3 separate regions of the Pan troglodytes genome follow, and regions 1 and 2 are each linked to region 3. A link is a contact called in public Hi-C data. All regions are on one chromosome and are shown on one strand. Each heading gives the region's core, a stretch centred on a gene start, on an enhancer-like site or on the middle of the called end of the contact. The rest is flanking DNA. Distances are from core to core; before and after follow the strand shown.

What was found. Hi-C and Micro-C count contacts between places; a contact is called where the count stands out from the background.
Region 1: a contact with region 3 is called in a Hi-C map of induced pluripotent stem cells, with 1.8 times the contacts expected there. The contact joins the enhancer-like site here to the promoter of HAPLN1 in region 3. A contact is called at or near these places in 2 of 7 Hi-C or Micro-C datasets (blood and induced pluripotent stem cells).
Region 2: a Hi-C map of stem cell-derived neural progenitor cells shows a contact between it and region 3, with 6 times the contacts expected there. The contact joins the promoter of EDIL3 here to the promoter of HAPLN1 in region 3. A contact is called at or near these places in 2 of 7 Hi-C or Micro-C datasets (induced pluripotent stem cells and stem cell-derived neural progenitor cells) and 1 of 1 datasets of contacts at active chromatin or transcription factors (stem cell-derived excitatory neurons).

Annotation. Positions count from the first base shown.
Region 1 is chr4:31,781,821-31,785,380 of NHGRI_mPanTro3-v2.0_pri, reverse strand. The region is part of intron 1 of EDIL3 (EGF like repeats and discoidin domains 3); the gene reads right to left. Among named protein-coding and RNA genes, the nearest start is that of EDIL3, 120 kb to the right of the region's middle. Within about 2 kb of position 1,445, at least 1 of the 24 cell types and tissues checked has an H3K27ac peak or open chromatin away from gene starts, as enhancers often do. A contact at or near this core is called in induced pluripotent stem cells, where this site is marked.
Region 2 is chr4:31,664,701-31,668,555 of NHGRI_mPanTro3-v2.0_pri, reverse strand. EDIL3 (EGF like repeats and discoidin domains 3) reads right to left here and starts at 1,546. Exons shown (of 11, transcript XM_001146806.6): 1 at 973-1,546. The coding sequence starts at 1,039. All of the region lies in intron 1 of LOC134810067, which reads left to right.
Region 3 is chr4:32,329,164-32,333,029 of NHGRI_mPanTro3-v2.0_pri, reverse strand. HAPLN1 (hyaluronan and proteoglycan link protein 1) reads right to left here and starts at 1,486. Exons shown (of 5, transcript XM_001147083.7): 1 at 903-1,486.

The sequences.
Region 1 (3,560 bases), core at 196-2,695, 550 kb after region 3:
CAGATAGGTGTGATGAGGGTTGACAGCAAAGGAGTGACACCTGACCACTTTATGTTTGTTGAAAAATGCACAATATAGCTTACTGAACTTTACGCTTTTAGATAATATATTTTTGTAATTATGCAACAATTACAAACCCAGAAAATTGTTCTTTCAGAGAAGATTGCAGCTCTTCAGTTGACAGCAGAGGACAAACTAAAAGATTGAATTTAGCTGCTGTATATAAATAATGCAGCACATCATGATGGCAACAGTTAGTCCATGAATCTCTGTCAAGAACACAAACTCATACCGACTTTATAAAAACAATCAAGTGCTACAAAAAAGATGAAATTCAGTGCCACGTCCAGCTGTAGAAGTTTCACAGAATCTTCTTATTTAGATCTTAGATAGTGAATTCTTACTTTTTCTAAGCGTAAATCTGGTCAGTCACATATACAAATAACCTCCAAGGAAAACAAGTCAAACACAAGTTGGTTAACTTGATCACTTATTAAGCAAATCACCTAAAAGAAGAACAGAACATTTTGCTAATCACTAGATAAAACTGTTATATCAATTTTTCAGGCAGAAAGGTATGTAATGTTAAAATTACAGAAAAAAAATTGCAAAGCCTAATTTTATGCTTTAATTATCTCTTGTTTAAAAAGTCATAATTTAAGACAGCAGTAGAATGTCTTAGTTTCAAGTTACAGCATGTAAAAGCCAAACGGGTATCTTTTACTGTTGAGAATTTATACCTTATACTGCAGCCCCAACTATTTACTGCCAGGATGTTTTAAGTCACCTCATTGCATAACATTATAAACTATGTTGCCAAACTTGACTGTATATGCTTATCTATTTAGTGGTTGGCAAATACAGAGACATCACAAAAATTAAAAGTGGTCCTCTTGCAACTGAAAATAGTCAATAGACAGCTAGTTAACTTTAGAAAAGAAATCATATTTTAAAAGTCAGGTTTAGATCTTGACGAAATTTTGTAAAAAGTGAATGATTTCATACACACCTTTTACAACAATGTTTTCACATGAAGACAACGTTTTATAAGAGTTGATGTATGTTCTAATTCCAAAGAATCTCTAAAGTTCTATGAAGTAAGTCTTTTTATTCACAGCCACAACAGTCTTAGGGAGCAAAAACACAAATCACTTTGATAAGGCACCCCTCTGTAGACAAGCTTACTGATAAACATGAGAACAAATGAGCTCTTGAATTCTTTAAACAAACATGGAATCTGTTATTCAGATTTAATGGCTATATGGCCAATGCGTTTCCTTAATGTATGGGAGTTCTTGACAAGGAAAGACAACTGAGCAATAAACTCAGTGGAAGTCAGAAATTATGGGTGTTTTGCCACTTTCTTGGTTTCCAACAGGTGTCAGGTTATTGCTGTTAACACTCCAATTTGCATCTTTATAGGGAACAACCTAATTGTAAGGAGAAACTCAAAGTGCCCTTTCTTCAGGAGTTACAGTTGCCTTAATGGAATTCCATTTAGAATACATGCTTTTACACTAAGTAAACCACATAAATATTTAGGAAGTGGAGTTTTGTTACCTCTCTGGGCTACCAAATAAAATGTGACTTGCTGAAAAGAAGACATTAAGCACAGAAAAGGACAACTCTTTAAGAACTTGAATACATTCAAAAACCCATTGCCTCTATTCTATCAATAGCCTCACTGCATTGGGTCACACAACATGACCACTTAGTGGTATTAAGTCTCTGTATCCCTCCTGTCCTCATTTTTGTGATGGTTTGGTCCCATCAGATCCTTTCCAAACCCTGAGCCAGCCCCAACATGAAAGAGGAGGGCTTTATGCAGCTCTAACCCAAAGCTCAGAAACCAGCACTGGTTTATCTCTGCTATTGAAGAGGCTTTGACCTTATCTGTCTATCTCTTTTCTCATTGGTTGAATTCTCTATGCAGTTTTGTCAGTGACTCTCATGGGGTGGTATGCGTGCAGTTTAGTATCATCTTGGGTACAGGGCTTCAAGTTATATAAAACCTTGGGGAACTCCTATCCCAGGTCCCATGTAGCTCTGTTTTGACATGACTGCCTTGGCAAGGAACTAATGGGGATACCTCTGATGCTCTCAGAGTTTGGGAGGATAAAAAAGATCTTGAACCACTTGTATATAAATCCTCTTTTCCACCTTCCTCTCTCTACCTTCCTATTACTTATAACTAGCCTTAGGCCTAAAATCACACAAACTGTTCCTGACAAATTTTTCTGGCACAAATTACCTGCTTGCACAAATCCCCAAATTTCATATACCCTTGGATTCTTCTATTCCATTTAGTAGCCTATTTGTTAGTATATTTGATTATTTTATAGTAATAGTAGTTAATTTTTTTTGCACCTTCACTATGTACCAAAAATTATACTAAGTGTTTTATGGGTATTATCACATTTAAGCTTCATAATATCCCTGCGGGAAAATTCTCTGATGTGATAAACCTCATTTTACTTATGGAAAAAATAAATTTTATGAATTGGTATAATTTATCCAAAGACATAGAATAGTAAATGGTAAAGTAGTATTCACATACAAACAACATGGCTTCAGAAATGAAATCTGTGTGTTGGAAAGGTTTCTCTTGCCTTTAGTCTCCACTTTCTCCCTTCACCTCTTCAAGTTCTTCACCTTCTTCAAGGTCTCTTCATTCTCTACCCTGTGGCCAATTATTTAATATTGTTGTGTATTGCCCACCCTTCTTATCTTTTGGAAAGCTTTGGCCTCTTGCATTAATCTTCTCATCACTTGCATATGTGATCTTCCTTTTGTGAAAATAGGAATAATTCTGGGTTTCAGTTTGCAGTTATTAATATGGCTAAGTCCCTTAGCATGATAATTTATCCTCCTAAGGTGGGTAATGCTTAATGTTTCTAGAAAGCAATGGCAGACACATGATAGTAGAGCAGATACCAGAATAGATCAGCTTTCAAAAAGATGCTAGAAAGATATATTGGTTCCATACTGAGTTTTGAGTATTACAAAAGGAACCCATCTATGGCTTCCAATCTTCCTTGGAAAATTTTTTGAAAGGCCACAGCATATGAATCATCATTTGAGTTGAGAGTGACAAGTCTTGGACAGTAGTTGTTTCAAAGCAGGTTCAATATGTATCTGAACAAGGGATTTCATACATACATTTGAATGTATTTATGTATATGCTCTCTTACCAAAAAAAAGACAATGATGACATTAAACAATCACATGAAAATGATAAAATATATGAAATGACAAAATGACAGTAATGGAGCCTTTGGAAGCCTGAGGTTGCACATCTCAGTAATAATTTAGCCAAAGGCCAGGCTCTGTGGCTCATGCCTGTAATCCTAACACTTTGGGAGGCCGAAGCAGGCAGACTACCTGAGCTCAGGAGTTCGAGGCCAGCCTGGGCAACATGTTGAAACCCCATGTCTACTAAAATACAAAAAGTTAGCTGGGCATGGCTGCGTGTGCCTGTAGTCCCAGCTACTCGGGAGGCTGAGGCAGGAGAATTGCTTGAACCCGGGAGGCAGAGGTTGCAGTGAGCCAAGATCACGCCA
Region 2 (3,855 bases), core at 297-2,796, 660 kb after region 3:
CCCAGGTCAGCACAAGGGTTTGTATGGACAAGCTGCACCTCGCAGGGGACCTGGAAGTCGCCTAAACTACTCAGCAGGACACTCGTCGAAGTCCTGCGTTTTCTTTTAAATGCTTTTTTCTTTTTAATTTAATTTGATTTTTATTTTTCTGTTTTTATTTTTTCGTGCAATTCACAGAAGGCATCACCCTACAAGCTCTCACAACTTTTCCGCTCCTGTGCGGGGACGCGAGGGGTGGCTTGCCCCGCACTATTCCCCATTACCAAGAGTTAACACTGGTACTCGGAGGGGGTGCGCAGCTAAGCTCCAGGCCCCTGGGGTCAGACTAGGAGAGGCGGGTTCCTGGGGTTTGCTGTAATCGATGCTGCTCCTCTGGGATGGGGAGGCAGGAGAAAGCTGAAGTGACCTGTGAGACTCCTCTCCACCTCACCCGCGGCCAAAACGCCCAGCGCCGGGTCTGGGTTTGCGAACGGCTCAGCCCAGGCCCTGCGCCAGAGCACCGCACCCGGGGGCGGACGGCCCTGCAGCTCCCCAGCCTCTTCCCGCATCAACTAGCTGACGCCCGGGCGCACTGGCTTCCCCCGCTCCCGCCCCCACGAAAGCCCTGCCCGACGTCTGCAGTCAGCATCGCCCGCACTGCCTAGGGAGGGTTTGCGCCGAGACCCAGTGGCCGAGTGAGCCACAGAGTCGCTGGTCCTGGGGACGCTGTCTTCTACCGCTCCCCACCGTCCTCCTCTTTCCTGTATCTCACCCGGGTACCCCGCACCCTTCTCCCCGCTCGGCCCCGCGCACTCTGCTCAGACTTTACAAGCACTTTCTCGGGGCACCCAGGACTCGACGCCTCCTCCGCGCCGCCAGCGGCGCTCGCCACCCTTGGCACGCCCGAGGGACCGCCTCCGGCCCCCTGCGCGGCGTTTCTCAGGGGACTCCCAGCCCATCCCTCACCCAGCTGTCCGGGTCCCGACGCCTTACCTTTGCCGAACTGGGGGACACCGAGGCTGAGCCCGACCAAGAGCCAGACGGCTACCGAGCGCTTCATGATCCCGTCTCCCGGACGTGACCCCGGCTGGTCAGGGGTCGTCGCGGAGGGCAGTGTAGCCGAGGTGGCAGCGCAGGGCAGCAGCAGACTCCGCCCCTACTAAAGAATTCAAGAAGACGTTCTCTTTCCGCAGCGCTTTCTTAAACAAATTCTTGGAGAGGGCGAGAGTGGTGACTAAAGAGAGGAGCCTTTCCTCCCCTTTTGCCTGCACTCCGGCGCGCGGAGGTGGGTGAGCTCCGGGGAGCCGCCGGCGGGCTCAGCCCTCCGCTGCGGGTGGGTCCCGGCAGAGGCGCGGCGGGCGGGGCGCGGGCTCCCGCGGCCGCCCCGGGTCTCCTGCGCGGGCAGGCAGACCCACCGGCAGACGGGCGGACCGGGCGCTCGGCTGTCGCTGTTCTCCGCGCGGCGGCTGCGGGGCTTCTGACTTGGAGAACAATGAAGCGTGAGCTGGAGGGGAGCGAGCGGGCCGCCGGGAGCGCACTGTGTACAAACAGAGGCGGCGTGCGTGTGAGTCTGAGCCTGGCAGGCGCGCTCCCCACTCCCCCGGCGCCCGCCCGCCCTCCGCCCGCCCTGTTATTCACTCCCCGGGTCTCCCCCTCCTCTGTCTCTCTTTTGCTCTCTCTCTCTGTCTCTCTTTTGCTCTCTCTCTCCTTCCTCCCTCCTCCCCTCCTCTTTCAGCTCCTTCTGCTGTAAGAGAAAAGGGAGACAACTGCAGCCACACCCTAGCACCTAGCACCTGCCACCACCTCTGAAGTTCCTGCATTTCCAGTACCTTCTCCGCACATGCTGGAGACTGTGGGGTTAAGAGCTGCACCCTTGCTGCCTGAGAGTCCCTTGGATTCCAGCATTGACTTTATAATTAACCACGTTAAGGATTCCCCTGAACTTCCTTTCTCGGTATAACCAGGAACAGAAGTTAAGAGATTTTGAAAAGTGACTCTTGGGGCACAAAACTGCATGAGAGACAGAACCCTGCAAAGTGAATTGCCCCGTATTTCTCAGGAACTGCAACGTAGTCAGCAACCAGACCCTAATCAGCTAAGACAGGGCTGCTCTGCTGCTCTGTCTACAATTTAGTTAGCTCCAGGGCTGGGGAGAGAGGGTTGTGGGCTCATCTGTTCACGGGGGCAAAAGGGTGGAAGTGAGTAGGAGACATGCATCTCGTTAAGCAGGACATCTGTTTCAGAGAAGAAGTGGGGCAAGTTTGGGAACTGTGCAAGAACATAAAGGCAAAGACAGACCCTTGAAGCATCACTAAGGTGGATCAAATTTTCTTTCTATCCGCCAAAATAAATGGACTGGTTTTTGCAGTGGAAGTGATTGAACCAAAAATACAGCTCATGGCTTACAATTGTGCTTTCTTCTCTGTTTTTCGGTTAGAATGATTGCTTACTGTACATGGATCCAATTCCAGCAGTTACAGGTACCAAAATGAAACAGGGCTTCTTTTTTCTTTTTTTTCTTTTTCTTTTCCTTCTTTCTTTTTTTTTTTTTTTTTTTTTTGTCTTCTAGAGAGGGAGGTAGGGAGAGAGACAGAAACACAGAGCTAGAGAAATTGACAGAGAAACATTCTCGAAGGCAAAGAGTTGAAAGGTGAATCTACTAAGAAAAGAATAACAGAGTGCAATTAGCCATGGAACTACATCTCCATCTGCCTCCTTTAAAGGATGAGTCCTTTAAAGGTGACATGAGTCCTTTAAACTTAAATTTCTACCTTCCTTTTGAAATTTTAAGTGAAATGAAGAATGCGAGGTGAATGGAACCGCAATGCTGAATACTGCTAGGGAGGGTTTAAGGTATTGTATAACTGACAAGCAAACAACAACGGAAAAAAGAAAGAAAGAAAGAAAAAAAAGAACACCTTTCAGAAAGGGTTTGTTCATGTCTCACGATTGGTGGGAGGGTTAAAACACATTTTTTTAAAAATCACCTTGCTAAGAGAATGAGAGAGATTCATTTATTTACTGTCTATTTATATGCCTAAAGTCACAGATGTTAGAATAAGACAGTATTGTCCAGAGTTGTAGCAAAGATGTTTCAAGCAATCAAATTCTAATTTTCTGGTGCATCATCATTACTTCCTTTTGAAAGTATGTTTTCAGTCACCCTGTGGCATGTTCATCCTAAAATACACTTTAACTTTTGAAATGAGATGTCTAATATTAGTTTTAGGTTTTATTTCTAAAGGATAGTACTAGATCCTAAAAATGTAAAGTTGGAAACCAGTCTCTCTGGGATGTGATATTTAAGGGAAAAAAAAGAGTGGGTTAAGAATTTTGTGTAGTTTTGTATGTTATTCCCTGTTTATTTCCACTTTTTTGATAGTATTTGACCTTAATGAGCATATTAAGAAGTTAAATTATTTTTTGCCAACAGTGTGTGTTTCTAAACATGTATCTTTCTTTTAATTTAAAGAAGGGTTTTTAAAAACTCTAGTGGGCATAAAAGTACATTACAATGCACATTCTATGCCCAAATACTTGGTGCGGAGACAGTAAATGACATTCTGTATTACCTGATAGACAACTTATGAAAGATGTTGCCAGTTTAATATCTCTACTTTCTCGTCTCATTTCCAATAAAAAATTGATAGTCTTAAATCCACAGCTCCATATTCATAATCATCCCCTCTTTTTGAACCACTAATTGATAATGATCATCTACCAATAAGCCTTTCATTTTGAAGATTCTAGGCACTTTACCTAATTTACCTTGATAGGACTCATTTCACTGTTACTGCACTCACACATAGCCTCTTCAGAAGTGGAATATAAGATATGTTAGAAGACTGCAGAAATTGAATTATTTAAAATAAAATA
Region 3 (3,866 bases), core at 237-2,736:
TTATGACATCACACTGGAACATGTACAGGAACACTTTCCACCCTAAAAATTCCCAAATGTACTGGCCACTGTGTGTATTTTTCCAGTGATAAATGAAAATAAAGCAACTTATTCTCAAATTAATAAGCCATCTTATTTTGAACACAACAGTCACATTCAATGGAAGAAAACTACTTAATCAAAGCCCAAACAAGTTAAGGTTTGTTTTTGGTGGGGAACAGTCTCAACATACAAATAATTTCTTTAAGCAACTTTTAACAGTAATCTTAACTATGACTATAAATTCTCTTCAGTGCATTCAAATTATCCATCAACATCATTGTATATATGAAATGCATCATCATTCTATGATCTTAATTTCATAATTAGCTGGAGAAGGAAGCCTGGGCCAAAAATGGCAACATTTCTAAGATTATTAATCTAACAGGTATTACCTATGCCTAAAGTAACTTTCTTTTTCACATAACCCTATATATTCTCTGAAACAAAATTCATAAGCCTGGCTGGACATTCCCATTCCTCACCTTTCCCTTCAGCCTATACTATCCTTGTTTCATCTCAGGTGCTATAAAAATGGTTGTTGAGATACAGATAGAAAAGTCACCACTTGGAAACCATGACCCTACCAGATTTACAGTAGCACTAGCAGAAGCTAGGATACTAGAGTTAATTCTTTCTCCATTTTTAGACTGAGCCTGTTTATTGTAGTGAAATATTTTATCCGACAATATGAAACTTTTTTAAAAGTTGAGGTGCCATATTAAATTCAAATGAAAACTAAATTCAAAAGAAAAGAATAAAATTTGTTTAATGTATATATACATTGCATGTGTATTGCCCTCTGAAATCTTAAAGGCACAAAGGTATAACCAAAAGAGGGGGAAACAATTTGCAAGTTTTACCTTGTCCTGAAATCCAGGAGTTCGGATGCTCTCAAGTTCTGCTTAAGTTGGAAGCTGGAGATCAAGTGAAGCTAGCGCTCTTTCTCCTCACCTTAAGTTTGTCTCTGGGCGAGTGTGAGTGTGTGTGTGTGTGTGTGTGTGTGTGTGTGTGTGTGTGTGAGTGTGTGTGCAGAATGTCTCTTTGTGGCGCTGGATGGCAGAGGTCCTGATCCTGGGAAGAAGGAGGCACTTTCTCACCAAGAGCAGAAGAAAAGCAAAGCGTCACCAGGAAAGTTCTCCTCCCAAATCCCCTAATTACAGCCTAACGTGCACTTCATGCAAACTTCAGGGAGGAAGGGAGGGGCAGCTCTGTGCCCAGACCTTGTAAAGCAGCAGCCTCTTAGATGACTTTCCCCTCTGCTCAGATCCCGAGTATCCCGCTCTGGGGTTTAGGAAAGCCGGCCGCTACAGCCACACAAGCCCCCACCACACCACACCTCCCGAACCCGAACCCTCATCAGTCCTGGGTCTGTGCAGAAGGGATGGGACAAGGGGTCTGTGGAATGATCTGCGGGGCAGCGGTGTGAGCAGACTCCTCAGGACAGTCAGTTTGCGCTTTGTTTTATTAGCCTCTGCTTAAAAGAAAAATCCAAGGGTCGGAGAGGTCCTCTCTTTCCCGCCTTCCCCTCCCCAAAGGAGATCAAGGATAACAGACAATGATGATAGCGGCACATAAAGCTTCTTAAACTGGAGATGGCCTTCCACCCAAATCACCAGAAGCATATTTTCTGGTTTACTGGACTCAGTATTGGTGTTGAGTTTAAATTTCTCTTAACAAACAACTGCTATTGTATCCTTGGATGACAGAGCTCAAAGAACCTGGATTTATTTATAGAACGAGGAATGCGAGGGGGAGACGGGATGGGTGGGGTTGGGTTGTGGATCCATATCCAGGATTAGAACCAGATGGGCACAGGGCGCGCGCGCGCACACACACACACACACACCCCTGAAATAACCACTGGGGAAGATGCTGGGACACGCGGGAAAACGCCTCCTGAACAAATAGACATTTATTTATAACTTCTGGGAGAGTATATAGGTCCATTGATTCCCGCCTTGAGTAACCAAGGGTTTTGGAGAGGAAATGGCTTCATATTTCAATAACAGAGCCACCTTTGATGGAGTCTAGGAAGGGGAAAAAAGAAACACACCGCAGGAAGCAAACGGCTGTTGGAGCAGCCGGGAGGAGGGAGCGGGGCTGGCCCTGGGACTGAGGACAAGCAAACAAGCCCGAGGGGCCCGCGGCCAGGGTGGAGGCGAGACGCAGGCCGTCCCCGAGTTGCAGCGAGCAGGGCCCGGTGCCGTGGGGCGCTGGGGACGTGCGGGGATTCGCGGCCGTGCTCCCGGCTCCAACCTCCGGCCCCGGCGGGGCGGCGCGGGCGGGACTGCGGGCTTCTTAAGGCCGCCGCCGCCGCCGCTCGGGCTGTGGCGCGGGTGGGGGAGAGGGTTCCGTGGGCCGTAGGGACTGAGGGAGTCGTAAGTCGATGAGCTAGTGGGGCAGGAGGATGGGCGGGTCCAGGTCGTCCTGGAGGTGCAGGTGGGACGGGAGGACCTGAGGGGCAGCCAAGCTGCTGGGGAAGCCGCCGGGACAGGGGCTCTGGCCGACAGTGCAGGTGGCCGGTGTGCAGATGAGCCAGCGCGCGGGGTGCGGCCGCCGGGATGCCCGATCCGAGTCGCGCGGGTGGCGGCGAGCGGCGCTATTGTCTTAAAGATAAAGCCTAAGCCACGGGGACTGCCTCCTCCTGGACTCTGGAGAGAGGCGGGAGAGATTGCAGGGGAAAAAAGGCTTCTTCCCGCGTCTTCTGAGAGATTTCACCAGTTCTTGCCTCTGGGCTCCCCCTTGCCATTCTGTCTTTGGTAAATCAACACGTGCCTCTTGGAAAGGTTTCATTTCAAAGACAAACGGAACACTCACACACCCTCCCTAAATGAAGATAGTTATATTCAAAATGAATTCTTCATCAGGCGTTCAACACCTTTCTTGGAATTCCAAAACCTGGGTGAGGGCGCTTCTCTTATTTTTCTGTTTCCCCTCCCGCACAGGGAACAGGTTTTGCAGTTTTATGTCCCTAATCTAGTGGCTATTGAGGCAGCTGTTATACAGGCCTCTACATTAACTGCCAATAAAAATAAGATACATCTCGGCTTTTCAACTATGCAAAGGGTTTTTATGCTATTCATATTTCTTGTAAACGTTCAGGGTGGTGTGTATTTTAAAGAACATAAACGAATTAGACTTATAAACAAATATCCAATTTTTATATTAAGGCACCATAAAGGTGGTGAGGCTGGTGGTGTGTGGCTATGATATCATATAAAGACAGTTTAAATACCGATCTTGTTCCCTCAGCTTAACAACCTAATTTCTGGCGATTGCCTGGAGCGTAAATCAAATCAGCTGACTCATGGCTGGCACTTGTTCCCCTATTTTGTGATCTGCTCTATACACTTATTCCGGCACAACATTAAGAGAATTTAATGTATTCTCTTCTGAAATTGTTTGTTAACCACCCAAGACAATCTATTTTGCAACTTAGTCACACCATGGTGAGCTACACTAGATTTTTTTTCAATTTCAGGTATAGCCGCAACCATTGAGATAGACTTCCAGAAATAATGACAGGTACTTACCTCTGAGTCATCCTGTCCCTCCTGGTCCTCCCCTATTTCCAGCCTTCCCTTCCCCATTGCCTCCTTACTAGTCTTTGTTAAAGATCCCCAGTCTTTTTAATCACAAATATTTAACCTATCAATAGTGTGTATTTGAAGTGTTATTCAGGCTTAATTTAATTGACGTTATATACATTTTTCCATTCGTTTTGGGGTTCACATGGTTTTCTAGTTATTTAAATTTACATTGGAATTAGCTTTAAGAGTCTTTTAAAAAGATTTTTATGTTCAGTTAATTAATGTTCAGCCAAA